Linked DNA regions of Mus musculus: regions 1 and 3 are each linked to region 2. The links are chromatin contacts, called in public HiChIP or PLAC-seq maps. All regions are on one chromosome and are shown on one strand. The core of a region is the stretch at or near the end of the contact, and the rest is flanking DNA. Distances in the headings are between cores, read along the strand shown. Region 1 has its middle 36 kb from the start of Gm52771. Region 2 holds the start of Prr14l (proline rich 14-like). Region 3 overlaps Depdc5 (DEP domain containing 5).

What was found. HiChIP or PLAC-seq counts read pairs in DNA pulled down with a chosen protein or histone mark.
Region 1: a contact with region 2 is called in an H3K4me3 HiChIP or PLAC-seq map of intestinal villus epithelium, with 5 read pairs. The contact joins the enhancer-like site here to the promoter of Prr14l in region 2. A contact is called at or near these places in 1 of 484 Hi-C or Micro-C datasets (DN3 thymocytes), 6 of 115 datasets of contacts at active chromatin or transcription factors (bone marrow-derived macrophages, embryonic stem cells, intestinal villus epithelium and 2 more) and 2 of 9 other capture datasets (adipose tissue and liver).
Region 3: a contact with region 2 is called in an H3K4me3 HiChIP or PLAC-seq map of bone marrow-derived macrophages, with 2.5 times the contacts expected there. The contact joins the enhancer-like site here to the promoter of Prr14l in region 2. A contact is called at or near these places in 1 of 15 datasets of contacts at CTCF or cohesin (the NIH/3T3 cell line), 6 of 115 datasets of contacts at active chromatin or transcription factors (bone marrow-derived macrophages, embryonic midbrain, embryonic stem cells and 3 more) and 2 of 9 other capture datasets (adipose tissue and liver).

Annotation. Positions count from the first base shown.
Region 1 is chr5:32,696,078-32,699,000 of GRCm38.p6, reverse strand. No RefSeq gene overlaps it. Among named protein-coding and RNA genes, the nearest start is that of Gm52771, 36 kb to the left of the region's middle. Within about 2 kb of position 1,605, at least 10 of the 459 cell types and tissues checked have an H3K27ac peak or open chromatin away from gene starts, as enhancers often do. A contact at or near this core is called in intestinal villus epithelium and liver, where this site is marked.
Region 2 is chr5:32,852,768-32,856,030 of GRCm38.p6, reverse strand. It overlaps Prr14l (proline rich 14-like), which reads left to right and starts at 1,801. Exons shown (of 11, transcript NM_194340.2): 1 at 1,801-1,938.
Region 3 is chr5:32,993,907-32,997,296 of GRCm38.p6, reverse strand. It overlaps Depdc5 (DEP domain containing 5), which reads right to left. Exons shown (of 43, transcript NM_001170567.1): 43 at 3,064-3,390. Among named protein-coding and RNA genes, the nearest start is that of Ywhah, 23 kb to the left of the region's middle. Within about 2 kb of position 1,301, at least 27 of the 459 cell types and tissues checked have an H3K27ac peak or open chromatin away from gene starts, as enhancers often do. A contact at or near this core is called in bone marrow-derived macrophages, forebrain and microglia, where this site is marked.

The sequences.
Region 1 (2,923 bases), core at 356-2,855, 160 kb after region 2:
TGAACTTTCCTGTTTCAGTATGTTGTCTGAATAGCCCAGCAAGGCACATGATGTATTGTAGGCAGGATAGCCATGTCTCAGAATTAGTTCTTCTGGAAAACACAGCTCTTATAACATTTGAGACTCCAGAGAACTTCAGATTTAGAATTATCTGGGACTAAGTTGTTTCCCAAATGATATCTAGTTGTCTCCCTGGTTGCCCTCTTAATACTTACTGCCATAAGTCTACCTCCTGGTGTATCAAGCTGGACAATGAGGATATTTGCTGAATACCTTGCTCTTTAAAGTTCCCTATCCCACAGAGCAACACAAAGCAAAACCTCTTTTAAAGGTTGTTGAACTGAGCCCTCTAACACATTACATTAGATGGCCAATACACCCACATTTACATATATGACTGAGGGTCTGACAGTACAGAGTATGTGGGAGCACCATGTGTACCCCAGAAGACAGGGATGTTCAAAAGTAGGCGCTGATAGCACAGAGAAGGACATTTCCCCACAACGTACCTCTTTCTTTTTTACCAAGTTGACTGTTCTGCAGTATTTCTTGTGGTTGGGGGTGGGCAGAGAGCATAAATCCCTCCTTTAGACAACGAGTCTGCATCTGCTGTATGTACTGCTAGGTAAGCACCAGGATGCTGCCAGACCCAGGGCATCACAAAACTCACCATATGCATCCTCTTCTGTCGAGACATCAGTGATGTGCCTGAAATTAATGCAGGACAACAGCATCTCTGGATTCTGGTGGCATAGGAGAAAGGCTCATTTCAATCCATAGGAAAATTATTTAGCGATGCTTACACTAATCTCATGGGCTTATCTTTTCCAGGAAGGGATATTTGGGATCAATATGTCTGTCTGGCCCTGTCATTCCTTAGTACTGAACACTTTAGAATTTATTGTTGCTCTTCATGAGCTCTCAGCGCCTCCACGCTTCCTGTCCTAAATTCTACATCCTCCCTCTGTCCTATTCTTTCCAATTAACCTGACTTCTTGGCCATAGGGCCTTGCACCAAGTGAACATTCAGTACAAAGTAAAGGAGTCCCTCTTTGAGTCCCTCTCTGAATCTGTTCTTCCTGCGATGCTGAACTTTCACTGAAGTATGAGATGATGAAGGTAGTCCTGGAGCAGCAAAGCAGAGTGGAGAAAGGCTGTTTTCAGTCAGGCCACTCAGGACAGCCCTGGGTCTCCAGAGAGTGACTATGGCCATCTTCCTACCGACAGGAGGAGAAGTGGTACACTAATCCTCCTGAAGAATGCTGGCCATGCTCTAGGACTACTTTCTCATACTCCCTCACCACTACACCCTGCTGGACTCCAAATTCGTTTCATGACTACAAGCTATATCCATGTGAAAGGCTGACCTTTCCATGCCCTTTGCTTCAGATGGTCCCATGATACCCTCAGCCTATTTGAAAGAAGCTGTGAGTGCACCTTGACTTCATCTGATCTCTTGCCCCAAAATCTTCAAGGCCCATGTTCATTGTTTCATTTTACTGTCAAATAATAATGGGAGCCTTTATTTGTGGGCCCTCAGAAGTCACTTGGAATCAGCTGCCACTCACAGTGATAAGCAACGTGCTCAAGGTCACTCAGTTACTTATTAATGAAGCCTGGACCGAAAGTCTGATCTACTTGGGACTGAAGGTCCCTCTGCTTTAGCAGGCTAAACTAGCGGAAATAATTTTTTTCAATCCATCCCATAATCAGGCACCAAATGCAGACACTATTGCATATGCCAGCAAGATTTTGCTGAAAGGACCCTGATATAGCTGTCTCTTGTGAGGCTATGCCAGTGCCTGGCAAATACAGAAGTGGATGCTCACAGTCATCTATTGGGTGGAACACAGGGCCCCCAATGGAGGAGCTAGAGAAAGCACCCAAGGAGCTGAAGGGATCTGCAACCTAGAGATGGAACAACAATATGAACTAACCAGTACCCCCAGTGCTCGTGTCTCTAGCTGCATATGTAGCAGAAGATGGCCTAGTTGGCCATTATTGGGAAGAGACGACACTTGGTCTTGCAAACTTTATATGCCCCAGTACAGGGGAAACACCAGGGCCAAGAAGTAGGTGTGGGTGGGTAGGGGAGTAGGGCGGGTATAGGGGACTTTGAGAATAGCATTTGAAATGTAAATAAAGTAAATAAATACCTAATAAAAAATGGAAAAAAATACAAGCTAAGGAAACTGAAAGTACATTCTCTTGTGCCTATGACTTCATAGAAGGGAAATTGAATAGCGTTAGAAAAGAGAAACTTGGTATCATGAGACAGGGAAAATTCTGTATTACTGGAGTTAGAGTCCTTTCTTTAGTTCTTTCTTTTTTCTTGTTTTGACCTTATGGTTCATATACTGACCTATGTATATATGAAACCATGATGGCCTTCTAGGTCCTTAGTTTCCCTTTATATTTTCTGCCCTACTAGCTACTCCTACCCTGCCAGTACTCTCCACATCCTCCCCCACCCCAAGGGGGTTGCCCATTTGGACTCTGTTTTTTAGACCTCTTTATTTTGTCTCTTTGAAACAGATTTTCACTCTGTAGCCCAAGTTGGTCTCAAACCTGTGGTGCTCACATTCTAAGTGCAGAGACTTACAGGCATAAACCTCCAGCACAGGCCTGGCTGCACTCTCTCTCTAGACAGTGGGCACTTGGTGTGTAATAGCTAGCTTCCTTGAGATCCAGATGCATTCAGATTCAAGTCTCAAAGAAAAGAACTGCCTATTTCAAAACACTGATCATCTAAACGGCTCAAGCCTTAATTTAACTGAATGAAATTGTTTATGAAAATTTGAAAACCCTTCTCTACTTTTTTATTTGTTACAATCAAAGGACATCATAGACTGTAAAAAACATTATTTATAAATATAAATGTTTTTATAAAACATATCCCTGAGCTGGAGAAATAGCTCAGAGG
Region 2 (3,263 bases), core at 552-3,051:
GTGCGCCACCAAGTCTGGCATCACAGAACCTTTTTTAGTTTTTCCCCAGCTTTAACTAAACAAGCTATAGGTTTCCAGTATTTTCCAAAAAATATATAAAAATATATTTGTTTTGTTTTATTTTGAAAGCAAAAGCATTGTAAAACAGTAGAGGATTTGGGAATGGGCCAAGGGGTCTCCCATTGCATGATAAGCAAAAGTTCCCATGGTGGTATATATAATCCCATCACTGGAAGAGTTTGCGGCCAGTCTGAGTGAGAGATTGTTAAAAAAAAAAAAAAGTGTGGGGGGGGTATGTTTTAAAGAAAAAAGCCAGGTGGTAGGGCACATATTTCTTTTTTTTTTTTAAAGATTTATTTTATTATTATATGTTAGTACACTGTAGCTGTCTTCAGACACACCAGAAGAGGGAGTCAGATCCTGTCACGGATGGTTGTGAGCCACCATGTGGTTGCTGGGATTTGAACTCTGGACCTTTGGAAGAGCAGTCGGGTGCTCTTACCCACTGAGCCATCTCACCAGCCCTAGGGCACATATTTCTAATCCCAGCACTTGGGAGGCAGAGGCAGGCAGATCTCTTGAGTGTGAGACCAGCCTCATCTACAGAGCAAGTTTCAGTACAGCCAGGGCTACAAAGAGAAACTATCTTCAAAACTAAAAATAACCAAACAAAAAGTTGATAGATTTTAAGAGGCTACTTAAAAAAAAAAAAGAAAAAAAAAAGAAAAAAGATGGCGAGCCACATCTAAATAGTGAGTTCCAAGTCAGCCTGGACTACATAGGGAGAACCCTATTGCAATATTTCCTATCGAGAGAGAGAGAGAGAGAGAGAGAGAGAGAGAGAGGAGATAAAAGGATAAAAATAAAAATTTAGTAAGATGAATAATACTTTCATGTGACTTAAGAAAACGAATAAGCCAAGCATGGTCGCACATGCCTATTTTCCCTTTATCCAAAAGGTCAAGGCAGGAAGGTCAAGAGTTGAGGCTAGACTGGCACACATAGCAAGTTTCAGACTTGCCTGAGCTAAAAAGTAAGATCCTGACTCAAATCAAATCCTATGTAAACCAGGCTGTCTTCTGCCTTTTTGGGGTTAAAGGAGCGTGCAGCCAAGCCTTGGTTTCCTCTGCAGATCCTAATCAAAGAAAAGGTAATTTCAATTTTCTTTGTAGACCAGGCTGGCCTTGAACTCAAAAATCCGCCTGCCTTTGCCTCCCAAGTGCTGGGATTAAAGGAATGCCAGGTCCATTGTAATTTCTTCCAGACACTTCTTTAGGTGCTATGAATATAGAGTCCTAAAGAAAACAGACAAGGATGGAAAGAAACAGGCAACACAGATAAAATGAGGTACCTTCAATGCTAGAGAGGCAATGAAACAAAATCAAAGTGTAATCAAATACTTTCCTGGGTTATCTTTTGAATTTCAGTGTGATTAGAAGCAATAGGAGGATGGTGTGACCTAAACCTTTGATTATAGTTATTAGAAGGTCCCACAATCTGCCAGGATGGAAGCAGACAGGGCCCTAGAGTGGCATCTGTCCACCTCAGAGATATGGACCATAGCACTGGTAACAGTCTGAGACAGGAACTGGGTAGAACGATGTGTTTCTCTTTAAGAGTCAACGCGGTGGGGGCGGGGCTGAGCGTGTCTGGAGCTAGCGGAGGGTGGAGGTACCAGCCGGGAAGAGCCGCCCTCCGGATTGCGCGCGCGCCGTGCGGGGGCGGGATCGAGACCCGTCCGCATGGCTGGCTTTGGCCCCGGATGAGGAAGTGCGGTAGGTGGGGGGGGAGGGCACTGTGGAAGCGGTGGAAGCTGGAGCGCCCTCGGGCCTCGGCTCCCGAAGATCTGGTAGAGTTGGCGGCGGCGGGGACAGCAGGGACGGAGGCAGCCGACGCCAAAGTGGAGGGATGAGCACGAGCCGTGGAGGAGGCCACAGGGTAAGAGGCCTGGGCAGTCCCACGACCGCCTGGGGGTCCTCCGCCGGACGGTGCTGACTAAAGGGGGTCCGGGCCCCCAGCCTTTCAGGGAGCCGAAGGGCACCGAAGCAGTGCTGTTAGTGACAAACACCCACAGACATCCAGGAGATCAGGCTCTACGTCCCTGGGAGAAAACAGCTTCTCGGAGTCCTGGTTCCAGGGGAAGGAGGCTCCCATTCAACCTTCATCTGCAGGGGACCCCCAACTTCTCTCTCCTTGGAGAGGACGACGCCCCTTGTTGGTATACGCCTTTCCTCGGCTCTGGTCGATTTGTCAGCGAAGGGAGACCCGTTTATGGTGCCAAGGGGAATTCTTTATTCAAAAGAGCGACCCCCACTTTGGTCAGCGTCTTCCAAGTGAAGGAGGTTCTCAACTTTCCCAAAAGTGACAGAGGTATCCTATCTGCAAGAAACAGATCTCTCGATCCTTTATTTTTCACTTTCACCCCAAGATAGAGGGAGGCCCTGAATTTATGATATCGTAAGTCAGCTTTTCTCCCCTTCCCCCAGTCATGTCCACCAAGGGAGCTTTGGTTTTTGTGTTTTTATTAAGTCTCTTAGTATTGATTGAGCTGCTGCTCCTCTTTTGGAGTGTGATATTTGCAAGTTTGTATCTCCCACTTAACATCCTCATGACCTTGCCTCATCCCCTGTCAGTTGCAGCCCATCCTTAACCTGGGTACTTTTTTTTCTCTGAATTGTCATGAGGGCTCAAGGGAACTTTTGTGGAAAATGCTTGGTGCACAGTGAACGTTTGGTCAGTTGTTAGTATTGATATATTAAGAAAGAAAAGTCATGTCCTCAGAGAAACTGTTATTGGCATGAATGTATCCTCCATCACAAATTGCAACCCTCTTTCCACCAGAAAGGCTTTCCCTGCTCCTAAGATACAGTATTCTTCCTCTCACTTTGGATCTTGCTGTACTCTACTCCCTAAGTTAACAGAGAGCCTTGGTGAAAATCAGGGAAAGAAATAGTAAGTTTTGGAAACATGTTAGCACTTTACCTGTTTATTATTTTGATTTGAGGGATTTTTTTTTTATAGCTCGGGCTCAAACTAGGTAGGTAGTCAAGGCTAGCCTCTAGTCCCCCCAATAATCTTTTTTTTTTTTTTTTTTTTTGAGACAGGGTTTCTCTGTAGCCCTGGCTGTCCTGGAACTCACTTTGTAGACCAGGCTGGCCTGGAACTCAGAAATCCGCCTGCCTCTGCCCCAATCTTTTCTCACTTTATAGGACACTCCTAGTTCAGGCATGCACCACCATGTGCCACTTTATGTTTTGTTTTGA
Region 3 (3,390 bases), core at 52-2,551, 140 kb before region 2:
GCAGCCAGCTTGGGCCAGGGATGTAACTCAGTGGCAGGGTGCTTGCTTAACCATGTGCAAGGCCCTGGGTTCGAACCTCAACATGATAAAAAAAAATTGCAAGCACTCTGCACCACCCAGACAGCTACGCAAAGCTAACTGCAAGGGTCCTCGCTATGACCCTTGATGGAGTCCAGAGAGGCAGCATCCCATCCCTAGATCTAATGCATCGCATGGTGAACAGACTGCTCAGGATTGCACAGGTAGCTAGCTGGCAGGAATATTAGGGAGAACAGCAGTGCTTTGAGCAGGGTGTGGAGCCACATGCCTGGAATTTCAGCACTCTGGAGGCAGAGCAAGAAGATTATGGGTTTGAAGCTATCCTGGGCCTGAAGGACCCTGATTCAATAAGAAAATAAAATAACAGCCTGTGTAATGGCTCAATTCTCAGAGCCCTTGTCTCCTAGGTCCTCAAACCAATTCTCCTTGAGTGATATAGTGAATATTTGATTATTCCCATTTTGTTACCATGGAAACGGATGCAGATCAGATGGATGGGGTGAGTGGAGGGAAGGCTGGCACAGGATCACACCATGAGGAAATAGAACACTGAGTCTGGGAGCAGGGTTTCTGGCCTAAAGAAAAAGGGGAGGGCCAGGAAAGAAGATGATTTCCTGCCTGTCCTGGTTCCTGCCACAGAGTGTGGCTGACATTGTTCAATCAGGATCAAATGTGAGGCTAGCAACAGTAAAGCTTGAAAGATGAGTGAAGCCCCGTCTAGTGTAACCCCAGAAACAGGTTGGTCCAGGGCTCCCAGACACTGGTTCACTTGTCATTCCAGGTGGTGCCCTGGGACTTGAAAACACTAACCCCGAGGGCCGGGAGGTGGTGGCACACGCTCCCAGCACTTGGGAGGCAGAGGTGGGCGGATTTCTGAGTTTGAGGCCAGCCTGGTCTACAAAGTGAGTTCCAGGACAGCCAGGCTGTACAGAGAAACCCTGTCTCGAAAACAACAACAACAGCAACAAAAACAAAAACCCAAAACCAAAACAACAACAACAACAACAACAACAACCAAACAAAAAAAAAAACACTGACCCCTTTCCTGTAGATCAATCATCGAAAATGCAGGCTGGACAGGTCAGGCTAGAACACCCCCACACCCCCCAACACACACAGCTTTTCTGATTTCAGTCTTTAGCTCACTAATCTGTGCAAGTGTTCTAGCAATCTCACTTCCGCCTTTCATACTAGGAGAGCTTCTTTTTGAGAACTCTTACATTGCCCAAATGTCCATGTCTCATTTCCCCCACGCACAATCCAGTCCCCTCCTGTTCCTGTGGCACTTTACCCAGTGCAGACAGCCCTCTCCCACAGTGCCACAGCTGCTGCTGGGTCTGTCCTCCAGTTCCCAGTGTTGGCTGAATGAGCGAGTCCAGCCAACCATAAAAGAGCTCCTGTGTGAGGTGAACTTCCAGGGGAGGATACATGGCTGAGCCAGGTGTGTCCTCGCCCTCCAGTAGCTCTGAAGAGATAAACTTCAAGAACAAGGAATGTGTGAGACAACACAAGAGCCAGGCCTTGTTGTGCGAGCAATGACCACCACCAGGAGCCTACACTGGCACTGCCTGTAACTTGCTGTGTGGCTGCAATGGTCGAAGTCACTCTGGCCTAGCCACCTAGAAATGATCACTATGGAGGCTTGGGGTTAGGGCTGCCATTAAGGAACGACTCAGCTCTTCACATCTAGGAAGATAGCAGGTTTCTCTTCTACTGGGGGAGGCCCATCTATGTGGGCCTTTTTGTTTTTTAAATCAGATCAAAATACTTGGTTCTTTCTCCTCCTCCTTCTCCCCTACTCCGTTTCCGACAAGGTCCCAGATATGTAACCCATGCTTGCCTTGAATTCTTGGGCTCAAAGTCATTCTCCTGCCTCAACCTCTGAATAGCTGGGACTATAGCTTCACTTTCCTGTACCAGGTTCACTTCATCTTTCTGGTTTGCCTGTAGCAAGACTTTTGCTACTTTGTTTCTCATCTGTACTTGGGAACCAAGGACACAGTTTGGAGAGGGACAGGACATTATGCCTTGAAAAGAGACTGCCTTTTGAAGGCAGTAACTCATACACTTCTAACTGCAGGGAGGGGGAAAGCATAGAACAGAAACCAATAGGGTTGGACGAACATCAAAAGGTGTTAAGAATCTTTCTCTTGGGATGCCATGAGTTTAAAAATAATTGTTTTGTCTCTTTGGAGACATTTGAGGAATATTGGATGGGAGAACTGAACTTGGATCAGCAATTTGATATAATTCAAAAGCACGGTGCTAAGAATCGAGGTTCTAGTGGCAACTGCTACAGGTTTCTGGGGAGCTAAAGGCTGAGGGTTAACTCTTATAGACAGCATAGTTACAGGAGAAGGAAGAGGTCTGCACTCTCAGTCTCCATGGTTTCTTGCAGCCAAGTGAGATCACAAAAGAATCCCAAGGCTCAGAGGAAAAAGGGGTTGCAAGGAATCTCACAGACCCTCTCCACATTCTGCTCAGTGGTCGGGATCCTCTTCTTGGAAGAAATATGAGCCAATTCATCAGAAACAGATGATTCTGCTGCCACCAGATAGAGGCCAGATCTGAAGGCTGTAAGACCTACTCTTGGCACATGCTCTTGGACAAGCAAAAGCTAGAATTGGAGAGCACTCTCGGCTATGTTTAGGGCAAGCATGTGGTTATAGTTTTAAGGCTAGGAGCTGCCTGAAGCTTCTGCAGGCTGAACTCAGCAATTGCAGGCCCATGGGGGAAACTGGCAGGGTCCTGGGGGCTGGGCAGTCACTGTCTACTCTAGCAGGGATTCTGTGTGGGAAGCTATGGCCCTGTTACAGGATGCCTGTGTCTGAATACATGGAATTTGCAGTTCAAGGCAAAGAGGATTGGCACAGCACATGATCATGTCATGCTATCCCACAAAACAGTCAGCCTGGATTCCTCTCAGCTGTATGGCCTGGCCTCCACCTCCAGAGGCCTTCCCTTTACCTCTTCTCAGGCATGTGTCACGCCTAGCACACAGTAAGCGCTCAGAAAGTAGGTGGCTGTAGAGAACAATAAATTGGCCTTTATTCTGCTTCTCTCCGGCTGTTTTCTATCCACTTTAGTGAACTTTAACAGATCTTAATATTTAAAATTTTTCAATTAAATTTATGCATGTATGTATATATGTGGATACATGAGTACCACAACATCTGTGTGGCCATCAGAGAACTTTCTGGAGTTGATCCTTTCCACCATATAGGTCTGGGGAGCTGAACTTAAATCACCAATGGCAAACACCTTTATTTATTGAGCTTGGAATCTGGAATGCTAGAGACTGCAGGAACTGGAGCTCAAGGCCAGGAGCATCTCAGGACAGCTGATAGGCAA